Linked DNA regions of Zea mays: region 2 is linked to region 1. Evidence: chromatin contacts called from public Hi-C data. All regions are on one chromosome and are shown on one strand. Each heading gives the region's core, a stretch centred on a gene start, on an enhancer-like site or on the middle of the called end of the contact. The rest is flanking DNA. Distances are from core to core; before and after follow the strand shown.

The links. Hi-C and Micro-C count contacts between places; a contact is called where the count stands out from the background.
Region 2: a contact with region 1 is called in a Hi-C map of root tip, with 2.9 times the contacts expected there. The contact joins the promoter of LOC100382444 here to the promoter of LOC541870 in region 1. A contact is called at or near these places in 9 of 25 Hi-C or Micro-C datasets (bundle sheath, ear, endosperm and 4 more) and 1 of 3 datasets of contacts at active chromatin or transcription factors (leaf).

What each region holds. Positions count from the first base shown.
Region 1 is chr1:225,923,279-225,928,566 of Zm-B73-REFERENCE-NAM-5.0, reverse strand. It overlaps LOC541870 (chloroplast RNA splicing 1), which reads left to right and starts at 3,903. Exons shown (of 9, transcript NM_001111538.2): 1 at 3,903-4,613. The coding sequence starts at 3,909.
Region 2 is chr1:226,121,390-226,126,254 of Zm-B73-REFERENCE-NAM-5.0, reverse strand. LOC100382444 reads left to right here and starts at 1,879. Exons shown (of 1, transcript NM_001175186.2): 1 at 1,879-3,586. The coding sequence starts at 1,936. The coding sequence ends at 3,459.

The sequences.
Region 1 (5,288 bases), core at 2,654-5,153:
CACAACTCCATTGTAATCAAGGCAAGAGGCACCAATTGTGTAGTGGCCCTTGCGGGGAAGTTTTATTCCCGGCTTTGATTAGAGAAGAGAAGCTCACTCGGTCCGAGGGACCGTTTGAGAGAGGGAAGGGTTGAAAGAGACCCGGCCTTTGTGGCCTCCTCAACGGGGAGTAGGTTTGCAAGAACCGAACCTCGGTAAAACAAATCTCCGTGTCTCACTTGCTTATTCGCTTGGGATTTGTTTTGCGCCCTCTCTCTCGGACTCGTTTATATTTCTAACGCTAACCCGGCTTGTAGTTGTGTTTATATTTGTAAATTTCAGTTTCGCCCTATTCACCCCCCCTCTAGGTGACTATCAGCGCCCGAGACATCCTGTCCCTGGTGGCCTTCGTTTCCGGGCAGTCTCTGGTTGGGTGCGTGCAGTCTTCGTCGTGAAACAGACAGTAAAATCTGCGCGGCTGTTGCGCCCGTCCTCGGCCCCGACCACGAGTTCCATTGCCGCGCCCCTGGGGGAATAATATTGGCGGCGAGGGGCCTCACCAGCGGGGTGCTGGTTGGCGATGTTATGCACCTGCTGCTGACTGCGGCTGTCCCGACCGGAGTCTGACTGCGAAGGTCTCGTCCACGTTCGGCTGGACTGCGGAGGGTCCTTGGGTTTCCTTTGGGACTTGACCTTGCGCTGGTGGAGCTCTTCGGATCTGGCATATTTTTCGAACAGCTGATAGAGCTCCTGGAGGTTCTTGGGTGGATCCCTGATGCAGTGGCTATAAAGGACGCCAGCCCGAAGGCCACTGATGGCGTAGTGAATGGCAATTTGGTCGTCAACCGAAGGCAGTTATGACTTGAGAGTCAGAAACTTGCGGTAGTACTCCCGTAGAGTTTCTTTCTCAAGCTGCTTGCAGAGTGACAATTCGGCCAAGGCATCGGTGTCTGGGTGGTATCCTTGGAAGTTGAGCAGAAATTTGTCCCGGAGACTTCTCTAGGAGTCGATGGACAGCGGGGGCAACCTGGTGTACCAGGTTAGAGCCGGACCTTCGAGGGCGATGATGAATGACTTGGCCATCGTGGCGTCGTCCCCTCTGGATGATGCAACGGCGACTTGATAGCTCATGATATACTGTGCGGGGTCGGTGCTGCCATTGTACTTGGGGTAGGTCCCTGCCCTGAAGTTGGCGGGCCATGGTGACACTTGCAGGTGTGGCGCCAGAGGACTCCACTCATCAAGGTAGTTGACGCCTTGGAATGTTGTGGCGTGCGGGATGACGGGTCCGCGCTGAGGAATGAATAGTTCTTCGATTGGCGCACGCTGTTGGAGGGGTGGGCCGCGTTGCAGATCATGTTGGCCTTCGCGCTGCATGAGCGCAATCTCTTGCTCAAGCTCCTGAGCCCTCTGCTCCTCGTCACGTATCATCTGGCGCACTTTGGCCGCGCGGAGACACGTTGGCGCTTGGCCATGAGGATCTCTTTCTGCTTCTGGAGGTTGCGGTTCTTGATTCGCAATGCCCGCAGCTATAGCTGTTCCTCTGCTGAAACACCGATGACTTCTCCATCCTCAGTGGCGTCCTCGCCCTCTAGTGGAGCGAAGCCTGGGGGTGGTTGCGGTTGTCCTCCGGAGCTGCAGGTGCGGAGGGTGCCTTCGGATGTAGGTTGATCATTGCGTTGTCTCTTGCTGAGTGTGTCGTCTTCGCAGCTTCTTGGTGGGTGGTGTCGACAAGGGCCTTGCCCTTTTTCTTGGCCAGCAGCGCTGCCTTCGCTGCTTCGTCAACGGATGGGGCTGCCTTCGAGCTAGCTCTCTTGAGTGCCATCGCGGGTGTTTTTTTCGTAGCACGAACGGTGGGCGCCAAATGTTGGAACTTGCTCTCTTGGGCAAGTTGATCCAACGGGGGAGTGAAAGCAACGCAAACAAGGTTTCGACTCGAGATGGCAATAGCTCTGTTAATCCAGCCTCTCAAGGGCACTATACGGGGGTATTTATAGGTGCCTGAGTGCCCAACGTCTCAATGCAAAGACGCATGTACCCTCAGGCACCTGGACTATACCCGAAATATTCCTATAAAGGAGGGTTACAGACTGCCATTACAGAAAAGCTATTACAAATCGGGCCCGTAACACACTTAGCCTCGCGGGGCCTGTTATAACGGGCTGAATTCCTCGTGGGCCTCCGGGTTGGACGAGAAGGCGGGACGGGGCGACCTCGTCGTAGGCCTTCGTCTTGTAGTGTAGTGGACGAAGGGTGGACGTCGGTCGTTTCGCCTCCGTTGGTGCAGCGAGATTGGCGAAGGCATCGAGCGAAGGGTAGCGTCTTCGCCTTCACCCCAACAAGGATGAAACCCCCCAAAAATCTCGAGAACTCACCACGAGTGAGGAAAAAGAAATTCATTTGAATGCTTGAGCCAAAAATTGCTTGTATGAATCTTTTAGCATGAAATTTTTCAATCAAATATTCACATTAAAAACTGCTAATGGATTTGGCTAAAATTACATGAGCTCCATGACAACACATTCAATGTCCGTGAGCAAAAAAACATTACCTAGTCTTAAATGATTACAATTCTAAAATGTCTCATCCTGTCATCTAAAATGTTGATATGATACACTATTAAATGGATATGAAATCACTATAAACTACCTTACAAATCAAAGACCTAGAACGATGGGATCATGTCTCATCACCCTAATTGGCGATGGATGAACTCATTGCCCTCTCCTCATGAGTATACATGCCTAAATGGGTGGGCCGGGTCAACCTGGCCCGATCCCGGCTAGGCCCAACACGGGTTGGGATGGTGCCGGCCCGACCTGAATTAGAAAGCGGGTCGTGCCGTGTCAGCCCACGGACCTCGAGCAAGGCCTAGGTACGACACGTTAAGGTATTAACTGTGCCGGGCCGACCCACACCCGATGGGACTAACGTGCCTGTAATAGTATATGGCGTTTAAATGATAAAATTGTGTTAAAAATCTGTATATATGAAGGTTTAAACCATAGTTATTAGCTATAAACACTTATTTACACCCACATAACCAACAAAACAAGCATGTTTCTTGTATTTTATACTCTATATTCAAGTATATTGTATAAAAATGAAAAAAACGGGTCGTGGTGTGCCTAGCTCGCCGTGCCACGCCTTAGGCACATGCATGGCCCGGTGATTGGGTCGGGCCGACACGAGCCCGCTTCGCTTCGTGTTATGCCGAGTTTGAGCCGGACTAAACCTGTGTCGGGTTTCGGGTCGCCTCGCAAACCCGACCCACTAGACATCTATACTCAGTGTTTAAGGCGACAACATCATTTTTTGCCGGTATTCGAAAGACATCTCACTTTAAGTTTTTTTTCTAGAAAATTTATAAGGATAGAAGATGAAATAAGACATAAAGTATAATATAAGCATCTTAGACTCCCACCGTTCATAAATATATAACACCGTTGACTTTTTAAAAAAAACTTTGACCACTTGTATTATTAATAAAATAAATTATTATTTATTTTATTGTGATTTGTTTTATTATTTAAGGTAGTTTATGCTTGATTTAAAATTTTATATTTTTGAATAAATATTTTGAATAAGACGAGTGGTCAAAGTTTTAAACTCTGACCACTCGTCTTGTTCAAAACAAATGAGTTATTATTTATTATATTGTGATTTATTTTATTATTTAAGGTAGTTTGTGCTTGATTTAAAATTTTATATTTTTGAATAAATATTTTAAATAAGATAAGTGGTCAAAATTTAAAAAAAATCAATAATGCCATATATTAGCTGAACTAAAGATCCAATCCGATGCTTGGGGGTTCTGCCTGACCAGTGACCACCACGGCACCACTCATCCTAGATTCCTAGCCGCACGCGCTGGGCACACGGTCGTTGTGAACGGATGAGTGAGGCGGAGTGAGCAACGGGACCCCCACATGGCGCCACCGCCGCTGCCCCTCTTCTCCCCGTCCCTAAAGGCCCCGCCGCCGCCGCCATGGCTCCACGGGTCCTCTACCCAAAGCCGCGACTCCGCACCCCCGGTGCCTCCACTCCCCGCCGAGGCAACTCCTTCCAAGTTCCGCATCGACAGCCCCAAACCGGCACCGGCAAGGAAAAACACCAAAACAGCAGCCAAGCCCCTCACTGCCGGAGTCCCCGGGGGCCGCACCCACCGAGCGGTCCTCGGCATCATCCGGCGCGTCCGCTCCCTCGAGCTCTCCGATGCTCCGAGTCCGAATTCCGTCCACACCAGCAACAGCGGTGCCGCCGCCGCCGCATTCCACCTTACGATCGAGCTGTCCCCGCCGCGGGAACCAGGCCAATATGTGGTTGAGAAGGAGAAGTCACGGGCTGTTCCGTGGGCGGCTGCTAGGGACGAGGGCCTCAAGGTTGCGCTGCGGCGGGAGAAGAAGCCGCGGGAGCCGACGCGCGCGGAGACCGAGCTGGAGACCCACGAGCTGCATCGCCTGCGGCGGTTGGCGCGTGGGATAGGCAGGTGGGCGCGGGCCAAGAAGGCCGGAGTCACCGACGAGGTAGTCAAGGAGGTGCGAAGGGAATGGGCCAGTGGTGAGGAGCTCGCCGCCGTGCGCATAGTCGAGCCACTCCGCCGGTCCATGGATCGCGCCAGGGAAATTCTTGAGGTGAGTAACACCATGAGGCTATTCTTGCTAGTTTCTAGAGTCCTTAGGATGTCACCGGATCCCTGTTTGACCATTCATTACTTGATAAGTGTGGGTGTTTGTTTCAGATTCTGACCGTATCGGCTTTTGTCGGCAAAAGGCTTCGCTTCTGGCTTCTGTAATGAGGCCACAACTAGGATAGGATTAGGGTTTGCGACTTTAATCAGGACGCAACTTGGCTAGAGAGGATAGACTCGGGCTCGACCTCCTTGACCGAGCTAGAGAACACACCCAACATTCTCCCTTTTTCTTTATTTTCTTGTTTTTTAACTTTCTATGTTTCACCCTTGGACAAATTTACACACCAAGACCAATGCGTTTCAATGATCAATTATGTGCCAATAAACTTATTGACTATAACATGCAGATGCTCCCCTGCCTCAGAATGGAGTAACGTTCTATATGTTTGTTTCTATAGCCGCTTCATTTAGAATCATAGACTTTCCTTTAATCCTATGTCGACTATGTGCTATCCAAACACACTGGGTAGAAGGCCTTTGGTGAGCGAATTTGCTAGCATCTGATGGGTTTTGCTATGCTAAAAAATGGTTTGATCCTGAATTTTCTTCTTAAGAACATCACTTAATGTCAACAAACATGACAACACCACTTGACTTGTTCTAGGAGTAGAATACC
Region 2 (4,865 bases), core at 630-3,129, 200 kb before region 1:
ATCTCAGCTGGTAACCCCCATCAGCACAAATCTGCAAAGGCCTAATGGACACGATTCAGGTAAGGCTCCGTCCACTCAAGGGACACGATCTCGCCTCGTCCGAGCCCGGCCTCGGGCAAAGGCAGCCGACCCAGGAGGATTCACGTCTCGCCCGAGGGTCTCCTCAAGCAACGGACGCACCTTCGGCTCGCCCGAGGCCCAGGCTTCGCGGAGAAGCAACCTTGGCCAGATCGTCACGCCAACCGACCGTATCGCAGGAGCATTTAATGCAAGGATCGACTGACACCTTATCCTGACGCGCGCTCCTCAGTCGACAGGGCCGAAGTGACCGCAGTCACTTCGCCGTTCCACTGACCGACATGACAGAAAAACAGCGCCGTCTGCCCTGCTCCGACTGTTGTGCCACTCGACAGAGCAAGGCTGACAGCAGCTAAGTCCAGCCTCGGACGCCATAGGAAGCTCCGCCTCGCCCGACCCCGGAGCTCGGGCTCAACCTCGACGACGGACGACGGACTCCGCCTCGCCCGACCCCAGAGCTCGGACTCAGCCTCGACCTCGGACGACGGACTCCGCCTCGCCCGACCTCAGGGCTCGGACTCAGCCTCGACCTCGGACGACGGACTCCGCCTCGCCCGACCCCAGGGCTCGGACTCAACCTCGACCTCGGAAGACGGACTCCGCCTCGCCCGACCCCAGGGCTCGGACTCAGCCTCGACCTCGGAGGAGCCTCCGCCTTGCCCGACCTCGGGCTCGGACCGACCACGTCACAAGGGGGCCATCATTACCCTACTCCTAGCTAGCTCAGGCTACGGGGAACAAGACCAGCGTCCCATCTGGTTCGCCCCGGTAAACAAATAATGATGGTATCCCGCGTGCTCCATGACGACGGCGGCTCTCAGCCCCTTACGGAAGCAAGGAGACGTCAGCAAGGATCCGACAGCTCCGACAGTTGTACTTCCACAGGGCTCAAGCGCTCCTCCGACGGCCACGACATCACATGAACAGGGCGCCAAAACCTCTCCGACAGCCACGACAGCATGTACTTAGGGCTCTGGCTCCTCTCTGCTAGACATGTTAGCACATTGCTACACCCCCCATTGTACACCTGGGCCCTCTCCTTACGTCTATAAAAGGAAGGTCCAGGGCTCTCGTACGAGAAGGTGGCCGCGCGGGAGAACGGGCCGACGCGCAAGGCTCTCTCTCTCTCCCTCGCGAATGCTTGTAACCCCCTACTGCAAGTGCATCCGCCCTGGGCGCAGGACAACACGAAGGCCACGGTTTCCCCTTACTGTCTCTCCCCCTTTGTGTTCCGTCTCGCGCCGACCCATGCAGGCTGGGACACGCAGCGACAATTTACTCGTCGTTCCAGGGACCCCCGGGTTGAAACGCCGACAATTTTATTTTAATTCCTAAATTTCTAAATATTTTGTATTTAACAATTTAAAGACTAAAATATAGTAAAATAGAGAGTCTAGAATTAATCTCTATAGACCAAACACCTCTAATTCTTAGTCTCTCCAATTAATTTTATTTTAGTACTTAAATTAACAAATACGAAAACTAAAACTTTATTTTATTTTTTGTATTTGATAATTTAAAAACTAAAATAGAATAAAATATAGAGACTAAAAATTAGCATCTGAAAACTATACGTTAGCACATGCGTCATGATGCGTGATTACTCGCGAAAAGTCCACCCCAGCAGAGAATAGAATTAGGAATGGAATCAGCCACCAGCCCACCACCAACACCTATGTTTCACTGGCCTGTTATCATGTCGACACCACACCACCCATACGGAGGAGCTTTTGGAGTCACGTGGCTTTATTTGCCTGTATATATACTCCGTAGGCCGTAGCCGTACGAGTATAGTCACAAGAAACACAGGCAAACGAGAAGATCTGCAACCAGAGAGTGAGACCGGATCGGACGGAAATGGAGAGAGCAACAGCGGACCCTCACTTCCTGCTGCTTCCATGGCAAGGAGCCATCAGCCACATCATCCCCATGACCGACATCGGCCGCCTCCTCGCCTCCCACGGCGCGGCGGTCACCATCATCACGACGCCCGCCAACGCGCTGCTCGTGCAGAGCCGCGTGGAAGACCTCGCCGCGGCACTGCACCGTCCGCACGGGCACGGCGCGGCAGGGACGATCACGGTCACCGCGATCCCGTTCCCAGCGGCGGAGGCCGGCCTGCCTGAGGGCAGCGAGAGGCTCGACCTCCTCCGGTCCCCAGCCGACGTGCCACGCTTCTTCCACGCCAACAGACTGTTCGGCGAGGCGGTGGCGCGCTACTTCCGCGGCGAGGCTCTGCCGCCGCGCCGCCGCCCGAGCTGCGTCGTCGCCGGGATGTGCCACGCGTGGGCGCTCGGCCTAGCGCGCGAGCTTCGCGCGCCGTGCTACATCTTCCACGGGTTCGGCGCGTTCGCCCTGCTCTGCGTCGAGTACCTCTACAAGCACAGGCCGCACGAGGCGGTTTCGTCGGCAGACGAGCTCTTCAGCATCCCGGCCCTGCCGGCGTTTGACTGCAGGGTCTCGCGCGCGCAGCTGCCGCAGCATTTCGCGCCATCCACTTCCATGGGCGGCGGGACGCTACAGGAGATACGGGAGTTCGACGTGGCAGTGGACGGCGTCGTGGTGAACAGCTTCGAGGAGCTCGAGCACGGCTCCTGCGAGCTTCTCGCGGCAGCGACCGGCAAGACCGTCGTCGCCGTCGGCCCCGTCTCGCTGTGCCATCAACATCCCATGACAATGACAGACGACGGCGGCGGCGGCGACAGGCGGGTCCTGGAGTGGCTGGACACCAAGGAGACCAAGTCTGTGGTGTACGTCAGCTTCGGCAGTGCCGGGTGCATGCCACCCGCGCAGGTCGTGCAGCTAGGCATGGCTCTAGCGTCGTGCGCCTGGCCTGTTGTCTGGGTGCTCAAGGGCGCCGACTCCATGCCCGACGACGTCAAGGAGTGGTTGCGTGAGAGCTTGGACGACAAGCAGTGCTTGCTGGTGCGAGGCTGGGCTCCCCAGGTCGCCATCCTTGCTCACCGCGCCGTCGGCGGCTTCCTCACGCACTGCGGGTGGGGCTCGACTCTGGAGGCCATTGCCGCCGGCATGCCCATGGCCACCTGGCCGCTCTTCGCCGAGCAGTTTATCAATGAAAGGCTCGTCGTGGACCTGCTTGGTGTTGGGGTGTCTGTAGGCGTGACAAAGCCAACAGAAAACATCCTCACTGCCAGCAAGCTCGGAGCGGATGTCGAGGCGGAGGTGGGTATGGAACAAGTGGCGAAGGCCTTGGAGAGGCTGATGGATCAGGGTAGCCAAGGGGAACACAGGAGGAGGAAGGCTCAGGAGCTCAAGGCCAAGGCAACTGGAGCATTGCAGGATGGCGGATCATCCTACATGAATTTGGAGAAGCTGATAGTCCAATCTTCGGTTTCGAGACCGAATACATGTGGCGTTTAATTAGTACAGTATTATATTTGCTGAATAACGTACATAGCTGGTGCTCATCCATGTCATGAGTGACTCACAAATAATCAAATTCAATTTGTTTGATGTCTTCGTGTGAACATATGATTGGCATTTAATTAGTTTAATTGTTTTTGGTCGTGGTCTGCAGCGGCTAGAGTCCTCGCATGGGCATGGCTGCTGCGCCTAGAGTCCTCCTTGGCCTTGTCGGCCGCACGCCGCCGTCGGCGTTTCTAGGGATTGTATTTCCAATAACATTCATTCTGGGCGTGAGACTGCAACGGTATGTAAACCATCCTGTCCGCTAAATTTAGTAGACGAGGAGCTTCTTTTCACCTCCAGCAAGGCGCTCCAAACCGTCCGCTAAATTTTACGGGCGTCGCCAGAGCTGCTAATTGTGGCAGATCTTCGGACGTCCGCTACACACCGATACACTCCCTCTCCCGCGCTGGGGCGGAACCTTCTCCATTGCGTCTTCCCATCGCGAAGGTCTTGTTCATGCCGACAGCTAGTTCCCGACAGACTTCCTCGGAGGCGGTCAGCACCGACAACAAGGAGGCTGCGCGGGGAGGCAAGGCCGGACGACCCTCGCCGCCATGCTACTTGTCCGCCACGCTACTTGTCGTGCAGGTAGTCTGCTACTTCTTACACGGTCGCCGTCGGTGTTGGGCTCTCCGACGGTGCTGCCGTCGACGGTGCGGACTCTCTGCACAACCACACCAATGAGCTCTCATCCGCCGTCATGGACATGCTTCACGATCCCCCTGGCCATCTGCTTCACGGTTCCTCGCCTCGCGGCCACAACAAGCGGTGGTGGTGGCTGGTGCGCTCTAGGTGCTCGACGAAAGGTGTGTTTGTAGTTCGGCACTTTGTACCAATGGAAAGAGAGAGAAGTAAAGAATATGCATGCGAAGTCAAAAAAAGTGAAATCGAAATTCTTTTCTTTGGTTATTTGAAAATTGTAGAAAACGGGCAAAATCTTTGTACATTTATTCATGCGGACACAAAAATAAAGAATAGTATATTTAAAAGCTAGTTCTACAGTTTCAGAACGTGTTCACAAATTTAATTTTAACTAATATGTATACTATATTTTTGCATAATATTTAGACGTTTACAAATTTGTATTATTGCAAAATATTTATTTCATCAATTTTTAATGTCGTACTTTCAATACAAGTGCAATATTAAAAAACAATAAATAAATATGGCTATTATGTAATCTGTTAACACTGTAGATATAGAGTACCGAATTTAGAGGACATTGTTAGAGACTGAGAAGATATAGAGGACAAAATTTTTTAGAGTGTGCTGTAAAGGATATAGAATATTTCTTTAAGGGATAAAATTTAAGGGACGTTGCGGGAGACATCCTGATTGGTTCCATGCATACAAGACAG